Linked DNA regions of Mus musculus: region 1 is linked to region 2. The links are chromatin contacts, called in public HiChIP or PLAC-seq maps. All regions are on one chromosome and are shown on one strand. Each heading gives the region's core, a stretch centred on a gene start, on an enhancer-like site or on the middle of the called end of the contact. The rest is flanking DNA. Distances are from core to core; before and after follow the strand shown.

Region 1 (6,686 bases), core at 4,073-6,572, 380 kb after region 2:
GCAGCGAGAGTACTGTTGAATCTATTGGCAGCTTTTGTGAGCAGTCTCTCTACACTGCTGTTTGTTTTAGGGTGGAGAGCTCCTCAGACCTCATCAGGGATGGTGCTGTAACACAGAAACTGCACAGAGAACAAGTGTCTGTGGAGAACTCAGCCACAAATGGGACAGCTGTATTGCCACTTTCTCCCAAGGCTTGGGGACCAAGACTGTAAGAGCCACTTAGATACTGGGGAGGACCAGAGTAAAGCGGTGGACATCACAGGATGACTTCTTTCACTACCTCACAGCAGCTGAGTTGCCCGAGAAACTAAGCCAGTCCACCTTCCAGCATAGATGGGAGAGGGCTCACAAGCTGCCAGCCCTGGCTGAAGAGCTTTGGAAAGTTGATGGCTTTTGGGTGAGAGCAATTTTCTTCAAGGGTGTGGTCCCTGAGAGGTGGACCCACACCCAGGAGTTTATGGGCAACACAAGCTGTATTCAATGAGCTATAGAAAAAGGGGAAGGAGGAAGAGGAGGAGGAGGAGGAGAAGGAGGAGGAAAAAGAGGGGGAGTTAGAAAGAGAAGGGAGGCAGAGGGTAGATCTAGGAGGAAGTAGGGGAAGGGTGGGATTATGCCCAAATTACATTGTATACAAGTATGAGATTCTCAATGAACTAATAAAAACAACATATTTTAAAATGAAAACTAAAATAAACAAGATACAAAGCTCAGGGAGGGGAAATCTAAGGACTTCATGTAGATAGAAGCCTGGCTAGCTGTGTTACCCTAGACAGCAACAGATGGCCTCCCTGAGTTTCAGGGCACCACACAGGATCCCCACCTTCTGTAACCCAGGACAGGGCTCTGAATGTAGGTCTTGGGAACTTTAGTGGGGGAGGGCTTTGTCCTGTTTTTTGCTAATTGCTCTCTAACAGAACCCAACCAGCCCTTTTCTCCTGAAAGAAATAAGGTGAAAGGACTACTCCCAGTACCTGTGACCCTGACCAAGTTATTCACAGTATTTATCTTCATGCTCCATTGCAGTTGTCTCAGAGGCTGGGTTTACTCAATATTCCTCAGAAGTTTGTTAAGGACAGCAGCCTTAGCATTCAAAAGGGTTGAGAAGGTTGGGTGGGTGTTAGGGACTACCGAACAGCAGGAGGAAGTTTGCCGAAGGGGTGGCAGGCTCTCCAGTGTAGTGAAAGGAGACAAGCCACTTCAAAGGCAAGTGCCACCATGTAAGCAGAACAAGCAATAAACAGAGACACCTGACCTGTGGCAGACTATTTTATTCAGAGTGGTCTGTCTCCATGGGGGCCTACTTCTTGGGAAATGTGGCACTGTGCCTGCTTACCACCATCTGGCCAGATAGGGTCCCAGTCACTCTAGCCCTCCTGCAACATCCCAACCAGTCATGAAGGGCTGGCTTTCCTCTGGTCAACAGACAGGGTCAGGTTGTTGTCTTTAAGAGTGATCACCTGTGGACAGCCCTGCCTGATCTGATTTAATGACTGTTAGCTGCACTACAGACACCCTTGCATTCTCGAGGAAAACCACACCGCCAATGCGGTGCCTCCTGATGTCTCAGTGTGGGTATCCTGACATCCACAAGCCTCAGGAACACTAGCGTGCCACTGCACTTACAGGGCCGGGACCCTGGAGGCAAAGCGAGCGACCCCAAGCCTGGAGTCTTTTTTTTTTTTTTTCTTTTTTTCTGAGAATGGATGTCCAGCTTTGACTTCAGCTTCTTATCTGAATCCAGACACTGGACTCCATAGCCACAAGATGATTTTAGTGATGTTTCCACACACCGTTGTCATGGAGATGAACTGGGATAGTACCAGGGAGGAATCTGGCCACTCACAGCCATAACTGAGGCACTGAGAGCCCAAGCACTTTTAGACACTCAGGACCACCTAGTGGGGGCTCAGAACTCTGAAGGGCTGAGTTACCAAGGGTCCCTTGTCCTTGGGCTAAGGGACAAGAGACTTCCCAAACAAGAGCTTTGTCTGGCTATCCTCTTATAGTGGCGCTCCTGAGATCTTTCTAGAACAGGACTGCAGCACCTCACCTACCAGGCACTTCCAGGCAGCATCTGCTCCTTTGCAATGTCATTGGAGGGGAGCTTCTGGAACTTGCAAAAAATGGAGGAACAAAACACTAATCCCTTTATTGTTTATAAGAAGAAAACATCGAAGGCAGTCGCAGAGAATGAAGTAAAAATGCCAGAGCCACTGACGGTTGTGTTGTGAGGCACTGAGATTCATTTACACACGCTGAAGAGATGGAAAAAAAAAAAGGCAGTCTAATTCACACAAGCCCATGTATGTGACCATCTGCAGGAATGTGTTGAAACAGTCTCTGGGTTATGGGACTTAGGACAAAGTTTGTCTGCTTTTTAAAATCTGCACTTTCTAAATATATGTATTCCTTTTCACTTAAACAAAAATACACAAGTGTTTGCTTCTACATTTTTTTTTATTTTGTTTGGTCTGTTTCTTTTCACTTTTGTTTGTTTTGTTTTGTTTTGTTTTTGTTTTTTGGGCCAGGGTCTCACTATACTTCTGAGGCTGGTCTCAAACTTGAAATGCTCCTGCCTCAGGTTTCCAATGGGATTACATCATGCCTGATGCTTAGTCTAGGCTTTTTTTATTTGTTTAAGATTACTCCTTTTAAAATTTTAGATCTATTTTAAGTATCTGAGTGTTTTGCCTGCAAGTACGTGAGTGCATTGTGTATGTCCTGGTGCCTGTGGAGTTCAGAGGGGGCATCATAGTCCTTGTAACTAGAGTTTCATATGATTGTATGCCACCATGTAGGTTCTGGGAACTGTATTCAGGTCCTGTACAAGAATCTACTCACCATAGTAGACACTCCCATGTCAGGCCTAAAGAGGACAAAAGAAGCAGAGGTCAACTGGCTGCAGGTCCTGAGTCAGACAACCATTCATGGCAGACCAGCTGGCCAAGGGGTCCTGTCCCCTCTTGTGCACTCTACCCAGCCAGGCTTCGAAGAGTCTTAAATCAGGAAGGAAACAGCCTCTTTATCCTCCCATCCACAGAGCTTGTGCTCACCTTGACATTCAAGCAGTGCCCACTCTGTGCCTCCAGGCCAGCAGGAGTACTGTCTGTGGGACAGCCAGCCCCACAGCTGTTCTGTGTGATTCCTTCTAGAGGCTTGACCCAACACTTCTCATCTTCCTGGAACCCAGACTTACCTGCAGTTGGGGAGCCTGTCACCGAGCTCAGAGGCATGCATGTAACTTGAGTTTTCAGCCAATATGAAGCCCAGCAAGGACAAGGCCTGAATAAGGCGTTCAGGGGTAAAAGACAAGGTTGGGGCACCTCTCTTCTGCCTGCAGCCCCTGCTGTCTCTTGTCTCCCTGCTTCTTGTCAGAAGCTGAGATGCTGAGGGTTTGTCACCTCCTCTTATTGGGGTGCTCAGTGTGCTGTTCTTCACTTAACCCATGATGCCTGAACCCTGTCAGGGACCAGGGTTTCTCTGGAGACTCCTCACAGCATTCCAGCTGGCCATCCTTCTTGCTACAAGCCAGTCTCCACTTTCCTCTCTCTGCTACATCAACTGTGCATCCTGATCAAGTCCATCTCAGGGGAGTTCCCAGTGGCTGGGTATCCCCCATGACCGCTCTTACCTGCCACAGCAAGGCTAGCATACTTAGGTTAACCAGAAGGCTCCTAACCACTGGAGATCATTTCTCATCCTGGACCTAGTATGGACATTACAAGACTGACTTCTTTTGTGATCAAAGAGCTGTTGGGACAAAGGGCACATTTTATATTTTTGAATGGTGGAACCTGAGGTCTATGTGTGGAGGATTAGATGGAGAGAGGAGAGGCAGCTATTCTGAATCAATCATCTACCACCCAGTACGACTAGCCAGGTCCCAAAGTGAGCTGTCCACCTTGCCTTTCTCCAGATGTGGCATAGTGAATCTTGGATTTATAGTCCAGCCTATGAGATGCACCAGAGCTGTGCACTGGGAATTCGAGGTGTAAATCAATAAGATAGTAATAGGAAGGGGCCCAGCCCCCAGCTCATCACTCATCCTTCAGATAAGGCTTTGTCTGAGACACACTGTTCCCTTGGGACCCTTATTGACTGTCCAGAATAGCTCTTGTTCAAGGACACAGGCTGCTCAGAGGGGGCTGAGGGTTGGTAAGGGAACCCAGAGAATAAATAGGCAGATCTAACTCCTTGTCCACTGTCCCCAGCTCTGCCTGTCCCTGGCCTTGGCTCCGCTGCATGGTGGGCAGAGCTGTGACAGATCTCCAACTCTCCCAACTTCCTGCCCTGACAGGAGAGTAGAGCTGCTCACCACAGGAGGAAGTGTTTTTGTCTGGGAATCAATCATCAGGAACTATACAGAAAGAATGGAGTGGAGATTTGTGTGATGTGAGACTCACTCACTGGACGAGAGAAGAGCAAGACTTGGAAACAATGTGAACCTGCATTCAGTCCCATGCTGCCCACACACAGCCCTCCCCCTGAGCTCTGCCTCCACTCTGCTGTGTCCATGCTGAAGGGCTTGGGGGCCAGCATCCACTCACTCACCTCTTCCCTCCAGCCCAGTGCTGCTTAGCTCAAAGGCTTTTCCATCCCACTGGTGGGTATGCACAAGAGAGATACGCCACCAGCCCGTGATCAGCCCTAGTCCAGGCCAGGTATGGGTTCCCAGGCTAGGACCCACTAGGGGAATGATGGCACTAACTGGATATCTCCTTTGCCCACTGTTTGGAGTGTCACTTACAAAGCATACTGGACCCATTAATGTTAGGATATTTGTAACCAGGGTTTTGATTACATTTAAGCCAGTTGAAGCGTCTGTTTTTATTCTAATTATCTGTTACCCTGTGTGGGACCTGCTTTTGTATCAGAGTTCCCATCTTAATAGAGCTTTTGTTAAATGGGAGCAGATAGTCTATTTCCTAGTGTTGTGCTTTCTTCCATAACCCAGGGGTGCCAGAGTGCCTCAGCTGTGTCTTCCGGTGAAGAACAACAGAGCCATAAAGATGACCTCCACAAGATTGTTGACTGAGATCTGTTACTGCAGCGTCACTTTGGGATTACAGTCTCCCTTTATCTGCTGATTTCAGAAAATGCGCTGTGGAGAAATTCCCACTCACTCTGAAAGCTGCTGAGGCAAACCACCACAGAAAACGCCAGGAGTGTGTTGTGCTGCTTGAAGCCCTAGCCTTGCTATTGTGATGTTTAAAGTTAGCAACAATTGTTTAACTTCTGCCTTATGCTCTGAGTCCCAGCCATGCTCAATTGGCTGACTTTGGACATTCATTCCTCAACATGGGGAGATGAGCCTGCCCTAGGGGACACTTCAGCCCCCTCAGTAGCTCTTTGGGAAGGAATGTGCACCGCCCAGATTCCAGTTCTTCCCCCTCAGTGGCTGGAGGGAACAAGACCATCCACGGAGTCATTTGCTTTCCTAGTCAGGCTTCTGTTGCTTGCTGTGTTTGGAGGGCACAAAAGATCAGATAGGCTGTTTTAGATCTGTGGCCCACAATCCTGGCACACTACAAGATTCTGTCTTCCACAGAACTTTTGTTTTTCAGCAAGTTAATATTTGAAAATATTTTTACAGCTATCTTACTGTTGAGATGGGATCATTTCTGTTGTAATTTAAAGTATTTTTCTCTTTCTGAAATGGTCTTGAAGACAATTCTTCAAGATGAGAAGTATAGTAATGTTGTGTTTTCTGGATGGACTTACATTTCCAGATACCATTTCTCCAGGATTTTTCTAGAGTCATCAAATCTCCAAATATGCTTCCCATCTCCCAATTTTATTTATTTCCCTATGTGTTTAACCTTTATATCTAAGTTTCTTTCTACTTATGTATTTACCTACCCATCTACCCACTAATCCATCCATCCATCTGCCTACCCACTGACCTATCTGTTTGTCCACTTAACTCACCTACCGACTTATCTATCCATCCATCCAACCACCATCCAGTTACCCTCCTACTGACCCACCCATTCATCCAATTATCCATCCATCCATGATCCAGTTACCCACCACTGACCCATCCATCCCATCCAACCCATCTACCAAGCATCCATCCATCACCCATTCTTCCACTCACTTCTGGACTTTCTCAGATAATCAGAAGAGGAGCGAGACTGCCTCCAATTACTGCCCTTCTAAGGCAAACCTCCTGCCAGTGATGATGAAGTAACAGGAAGTAGCTTAACCAACATTACATAAAGGCCATCACCTTTCCCACAGGACAGAAGATGACAAAGCATGACCGTGACCCCTGCCTCACACAGGTCTAGGACGGGGCAGGAAGTACTTCAGCGAGACCATGCCATTTACTGTATCTTTTCCTAGCTGATTCTTAGGCCATATTTCAGCTACATTTATTGCATTTGATCTTTTCTATTCACCTTTTTCCTTGGTCTAAAAGCAAATACACTTAAGAAGAGAATTATATTGCAGTCAGGAAGTTATAACAAAACCACACTGGTCTCTTACAAGTATAGTTTTCTTGCAATAATTTAATGTACCTACTAATAGTGCCACATTCTACTGATTGGCCTTTAACATTTCTAAGTCTAAGATTAGCTTACAAGTTTATATCAAGTTTAAGAGCAGACCAACAAACATATACAAGATTGACTTCCCCCAATATCCTACCATAATTTGAATTTTGAGACTGATACACAGCTAAA
Region 2 (6,831 bases), core at 3,239-5,738:
ACACTCATGGGCATATATCCAAATGATACTCCACCACATGAACCATGTTCAACCATGTTCATACCAGCTTTATTGGCTATATCCAGAGACTGGCAACAACCTATATATCCCTCAACTGAAGAATGGATAAAGAAAATGTGGTTCATTTATATAATGAACTATTACTGAGCCATTAAAAATAAAGGCATCATGAATTTTGTAGGCAAATAGATGGAACTAGAAGGTATCATCCAAAGTGAGGTAACCCAGTCTCAAAAGGACATGTGTGGCATATACTCACTAAATGGATATTAGCCATAAAGTACAGGATACCCATGCTAAAATCAACAGTCCCAAAGAAACCTAAAAACCAAGAGGGTCCAAGGGTTGATGGTTGGACCTTCTCCAGAAAGAGAAACAAAATAGATACTGGGGGTTAATGGAAGGAAGGAACTGGGTGGAAGAGGGGGCAGATAGGGGAGTGGGGCAGGGGGTGGATTATATGTAGAGAGAGCAGGGGAGAGAGAAGGGAGATCAGTCTGGGGGGGGGAGTCTCTAGGTCTTGCCAGAGACCTGGGATGGATGGAGGGACCTGGGGGGCATCTATGGGAGTGACTCTAGCTGAGACTCCTAGCAGTGGGGGATATGGATCCTGAAGTGGCCACTTCATGTATCCAGGCAGGACTCCTAGTAGAGGGATAAGAACGGCAACCCACCCACAAAACCTTCAACCCAAAATGTGTCCTGCCTACAAGACATGAAGGGACAAAGAGCAGAAACTGAGGGGATGCCCAACTAATGACTGACTCAAATTGAGACCCATCCCACAGGCAAGAACCACATTCTAACACTATTAATGATACTTTATTATGCTTGCAGATAGGAACCTAGCACAACTGTCCTCTGAGGGGCTCCACCTAGAAGCTAATGGAAAGAGAGGCCAAGGCTCACACCCAAACATTAGATGGAGCTCTGGGAGTCTTATGGAAGAGTGGGGAGAAGGATTTAGGGACCCAAATAGGACAAGGACAGGGACTCCACAGGAAGACCAATAGAGTAAACTAACCCAGTTAAAAAAATGGGATAAAGGGCTAAACAGAGAAGTCTCAACAGAGGACTCTTGAATGGCTGAGAAGCACCTAAAGAAATGTTCAACCTCCTCATTTGTCAGGGAAATGCAAATCAAAACCATTCTGAGATTCCACTGTATATCCATCAGAATGGCTAAGATCAAAGTCTCAAAGCCTCAAAGTCTGGAGGTTCCCAGAGAATGAATCACCAAACAAACAGCGAGCACAGGCTGGACCTAGGCTGCCTGCACCAATCAGATGTAATTGATAATTTTAATTTCATTCCAGAAAATATTGTTTCTTACATAGGCATAGAATTACATATGGCCCAAAGTAATCCCCAAAGATCCTGTGAAGAGTCCAATTAGATCAAGAAATCCATTGGGTCTGAGGTAACTATTGGCAAATAATTTTTTTTAGTGGAAAAGACAAATATGTAGCTGGTGGGATTGCAAATTTGTATAACCAGTCTGGAAATCAAACTGGCTGTTTCTCAGAAACGTGGGAAGAGTTCTACATCTGGCCCAGGTATACTATTGCTGGGCATACACACCAAACATGCTTCACCATCCCACAAGGACACTTGATCAGCTACGTTCATAGCAGCTTTATTCATAACAACAACAACAAAAAAAAACTGGAAACAGCCTAGATGTCTATCAAGTGAAGAATGGATAAAGAATATGTGGTTCATTTACAAAATGAAATACTACTCAGCTATTAAAACAAAGACATCATGAATTTTGAGGGCAGGTGGGTGCAACTAGAAAAGATCGATTATCCTGAGTGAGGAAGCCCAGACCCAAAAGGACAAGCATGGTATGTACTCACTGATGAGTGGATATTAGCCATAAAATACAGGATACCCACACTATAATTCACAGAACTAAAGAAGAAGAGAAACAAAAGGAGGGCCCAAGGGAAGATGGTTGAATCCTTCTCAGAAGGGGAAATAACACTCATATTGAAGGTGGATGCAGGTAGGACACCTGGTAGGAGATGGGTGGGGGTGGGGGTGGGGGTAGGGCTGCTGTTCCAGGAAGTGTATGTGAGCACCAAAAAATCCATTTCCAATGTCAAAGCATTAGGGACTCTTTATTATAAGCTCAGGCCTCGGCTCTCCTCCAACCCAACCCTGACACAGAACAGGAAGGTGAAGCAGCCTCGAACCCTCAGCAGGACAAGGTTTCATAGGGGATGGCAGTTAGTGAGGGGGTGTCCAGCCTGGAAAGTATCTAACAGAAAAGCTATTGTAAGCCGACTTGTGGGTGCTCTAAAGCAAGTCCATATACAATCACAAATGATCTGAAAGAACATCTGAAATAATCAGAGGAATCTTTGACTAACTGTTGTTAGAGACTAACTCTGGCCAAGGACAAGCTGTGAGGTCCTTCCAGGTACTTGGGAGTAGTTTGGGTCAAGTGTTCAGGCTGTATGTTTTTCTTTTAAAATGGAGACCTGTTTAAGACTGAGCAGGTTTGGCCTCACAAGGCAGGGTTGGTGATGTGTTTATTAAAAGATAGAGAGAAAGGGAGGTCTCAGTGGTCCCATGCCAAGGCATCCCCTCCCCCTGCCACATGATGGTATGGTATAATATAGAATAGAGTTTATTCAGGACATGGGGAGAGGAATTAAGAGAGTAGTACAAGCAGAGAAAGGTAGCGAGAAGGAGAGAGTAGAGAAGTAGAGGCAGGCCATAAGTGGAGAGAGGGGGGGAGGGAATGGAGAGAGAGGGAGCAAGAAGGCAATGGACGAAGAGAACAAGAAGAGATAACAAGAGAGAACAAGAGAGAGGAGAGGACATTCCTCATATGGAGGACAAGGAGGTCATGAACAAGGAGGGAGAGGTGGATGTGGTGGCTATGACCTTGGTGGCCAAGGGGGAGGAAGAGGAAATAAGCATCAAGGAGGCTGGACAGATGGAGGGGGTGGAAGTGGATGTGGTTACCAGGACGGTGGTTACCGAGATGTGGGCTTCCAGCCTGGTGGTTATCAAGGTAGCTATGGTGGTTTCCAAACATCTTCATATACAGGAAATGGATACCAGGGAGGTGGATCCAGCAGGACAATAGATTCCAAGACGGTGAGCACCATGGTGAATGAGGCAGTGGTTGTGGGGGAAGAGGTGGTCGAGGGGATCAGGGAGGATGCAGAAGCCAGGGAGGAGGCTGGGGAGGAAGCGGGAGCCAGACTTATCATAAAGGGGCCAGTTTGAACAGCACTTCCAACATGGAGGCTATCAGTATAGTCATTCTGGATTTGGACAAGGAAGACATTATACTAGTTGAGGCTACAGAAACTCATATTTTGCTAGAGCTCAAGTAATAGAAACTTAGTTTCAGAATCCTGAATCCAACATCTATTTGGAATGAATGTAAGACCACAGGTAGTAGGCATACTCCTGCTTAGGATAACCATTTGCTGGTTTTCATTCAATTCTTTCTCTCTTTATTACTAAACAGTTTTACATAACACTGTTTATTTAAGAAACATATCTCTTCTTTCTATGAAACAAATTTTAAACACAATTTAAGTTGCCTTTAGTTGACCAGTAGACTATTCCAGTTGGAACATACATGGTTTTTGAAGAAATTACTTGAATAAAATAGTTTTCACATTTTCAATATGCAAATTTTGAAAATGAGGATTTGCCTAGACTTTTTTAATATTTACTGCTGGGAAACTTTCCTCATATTAACAACCCATGTGTGTTTTTTGTAGACTATCTTCTGCTGTCTACTTTCCGAGCATAGCTCTGCCCTGATGGGCATTCAGAGAGATTTTGTCACCTTTCTTTTTGGTAGACCTGTTGGGTTGGTTCCTATTACATGAACTCTTTTGCAGATAGCACATTCAGTAGCCTTATCCTGTTGGTGGAATACTGTACCATATGCTCCTCCAAAATCCATGAACATGGCTAAAATCCATAAAAACAACAAAAGCAAACTAAGTTGTAAACTTAGTTTGTTAGTTAAGTGTAGGCACTTATCCATCCGAGACAAAAGTTCCTCCTTCACCCTTGTTTTTACTTGAAATTCGCTAGAAGAAATGGCGAGCAGATATCTGTTTCACGCACTAGTTAATGCTACAGGCTCAGCAGATACAAGTTAGCTTGCTTTAGGCAAGAGACCTTTCTTGTGATGGACATGCACTACGAAGTGAGATGGAGTCCTGCTCAGTGCAGGAGGCCCTTCATTATTGCTGCAGAAGACAAAAGCCTGGCTGAGTCACTCTCCACGTCTATATATATACATGTAAACACTGTCAATCTGTGGAAGAAAGTGGCTGGAAGTGTGTTTTGTCTGAGAGGTGAGCAATAAAACACCTGTACATTCTCAAAAAAAAAAAAAAAAAAAAGAGCTGTCTGTATTCTGCACCCAGGCATTAAAGGTATGTGGTAAGAGTGAGCCAACCACAACTAGAAACAGGTTTTTCAAGTAAACAACACCTTCTGCAACAGTGCTGTGTGGGGGTGACAGAGCTCTGTATGTCTATGGTCTGCATGTACCATGGGGCTGAGGACAAATCTGTTGGCATCTTTTCCCATAGTTTCCTTGGGCATGGTGGAACTCAAGTCTTTGTCTTCCTCCTCCAGTATTTAGCGGCCTAGAGTTGATTTAATTGGATTGGAACTGATTTCTGTGTAATTTGGTCATTAAACAGCTTTGCCCAGCAAGCCAGGCATCAAGGTAGGATAAACAAAGGACTGCTCTCTCCCTGATTGTAAAGGAATTTTAATCCAGCAACAAGGCTGCTCTGAAGGTCACATCCAAGGACCTTCTAGGTCTGAGTGATCCAATTGTCATGCAGACACACCCTTAGTACATACTTTGAATCCCTCTGGTTAGAATCCTTTAGCACACACTTTTTTTTTTCCATTTTTTATTAGGTATTTAGCTCATTTACATTTCCAATGCTATACCAAAAGTCCCCCATACCCACCCACCCCCACTCCCCTACCCACCCACTCCCCCTTTTTGGCCTTGGCGTTCCCCTGTACTGGGGCATATAAAGTTTGCGTGTCCAATGGGCCTCTCTTTCCAGTGATGGCCGACTATAGCACACACTTTTAATCCCAAACAATGACATCAAATTGAGAGGCAAAGAGGCCAATCAGAACTTTCTGATTTTTTTGACTGAATGTGTCAGAGATAGGACATACCCAACTCTCAGGAGAAACACTATTTAAGAGCAACACAAGGAGAGAGAGAGATCTGTTCAGTCTAGTTGAGTGGAGTTGTTCGTTTGGTGAGGGCATTGGTGGCAACTGAGCTCCTTTGTGTGATTCTGCAAACAGTTCACGCCAGAAAATAAGAAGGAGCCAGAAGATTAGAACATGTTGCCATGTTCTAATTTGAGGCCAAGGGAAGCAATCCCTTGAGAATTCTAGAGAGGCCAAATTGAGTCAGTCTTCCTGAGAGGACTTAGGTTGTACCAGCTGAGTTGACCCAGCCAGCCAGAGTTCAGAGAGAAGCAGAACTTATTCAAATGCAAGCCTCAGAGACAACAATTACATCTGGCAAATAAAAAATACATCTAGTATATCTGGCTTATATCTGGTGCCCCAAGTGTCTCGAAGAAAACCCCAGTGTGAATGGCTACAAATACCACCAACATTGCAAGAAGCAGAGGACAGGAGTCCTCTGACAGAAAGCCCCATATAAAATTCACCAGGGGTTGTCTGGAGAGAAACATTGTTTACTCAGGTTCTGCTGGGTGCCGGGAGACTCAGGAGACCTACCTCCCAGAACAAGGAACAAAGCAGGTGAATTACAGTAAAACAGCACAAAGGACAATTTTAACTGTATTGCAAGACTTTGCCTGCATTACACATGGAACACTCCATTTCAGATCCCTTAAAACAAAAGAGTTGACAGGATACAAATGATACTTGAGAAAGCCATCCTGGCACTTACTGCAACTGTGATCGACAGAGTAAACCCCTACCTACTTTCAATTGTGACCTTTATATATTTCCTTGAAAAAGAGGTTGGAAAGATAAGTATACAACAAGAAAAAAGTCTCAAAAGAGATTGAAAAACTAGTCATGCAATAACAAAAATAGCTGTACAACAAGAAAAAATAACTATGATAGTGCAAAGGCTTGAGAGACAAAAGACAGAGGAACAAAGAGAACAGGAAGTGCCTAATTGCGCACCTATGGGACCTAATAAAACTGAGAATCACGACAGACAGCTACCAAACCTACTGCACCGGCCCTTAAGGAAACTGAGGAAAGGAAACTAGCCCTACTAGCTTTCCTGGTTGCCTCAGAACAAATGCCCCAAAATGGTTTTCAACAGTAAGCAGAAACTTTGCTTCCAAATAATATGAAGCCGGCCTATGAAAACGTTCTGGCTTTTGTAGCTAGCTCTCTTCAACTTCCCAACTTTCTCCACTGTTGCCACTACCCAACTGCTAACTTCGGATACTGAGGCACAATTGTCAGGAACCTCTCTCTGACCATATGTATTCATCACACACAGGGGTTCAAAGATTTCAAGATACCCTAAAAATACCATACAAGCTGAAATTAAAAAAAAATGAACCAGGGTGAGCAGATTTGAAGCATATTGTGATAGGCAGCGGTAATATTGCAATTTCTCATGGTCTGAAAAAGTTCTTTAGTTGCTGCGGCATAGTGATTATAGTTGAATATTTTTGGAAGCTCGCCAACAGAAACATCACTGTGTTTGTTCCACAGTGGAGAACAAATCAGGATTCTAAAGTCACAGAACAGCACTTCTTAAGCCAGCTCCGGGAGCTTGCGATATTATCTTTA

What was found. HiChIP or PLAC-seq counts read pairs in DNA pulled down with a chosen protein or histone mark.
Region 1: a contact with region 2 is called in an Esrrb HiChIP or PLAC-seq map of embryonic stem cells, with 6 times the contacts expected there. The contact joins two enhancer-like sites. A contact is called at or near these places in 2 of 115 datasets of contacts at active chromatin or transcription factors (both in embryonic stem cells).

The regions. Positions count from the first base shown.
Region 1 is chr5:28,194,334-28,201,019 of GRCm38.p6, forward strand. Cnpy1 (canopy FGF signaling regulator 1) reads right to left here. Exons shown (of 3, transcript NM_001310511.1): 3 at 6,486-6,686. Among named protein-coding and RNA genes, the nearest start is that of Gm35395, 7.5 kb to the left of the region's middle. Within about 2 kb of position 5,323, at least 3 of the 459 cell types and tissues checked have an H3K27ac peak or open chromatin away from gene starts, as enhancers often do. A contact at or near this core is called in embryonic stem cells, where this site is marked.
Region 2 is chr5:27,814,638-27,821,468 of GRCm38.p6, forward strand. It overlaps the pseudogene Gm20239. Among named protein-coding and RNA genes, the nearest start is that of Htr5a, 24 kb to the right of the region's middle. Within about 2 kb of position 4,489, at least 13 of the 459 cell types and tissues checked have an H3K27ac peak or open chromatin away from gene starts, as enhancers often do. A contact at or near this core is called in embryonic stem cells, where this site is marked.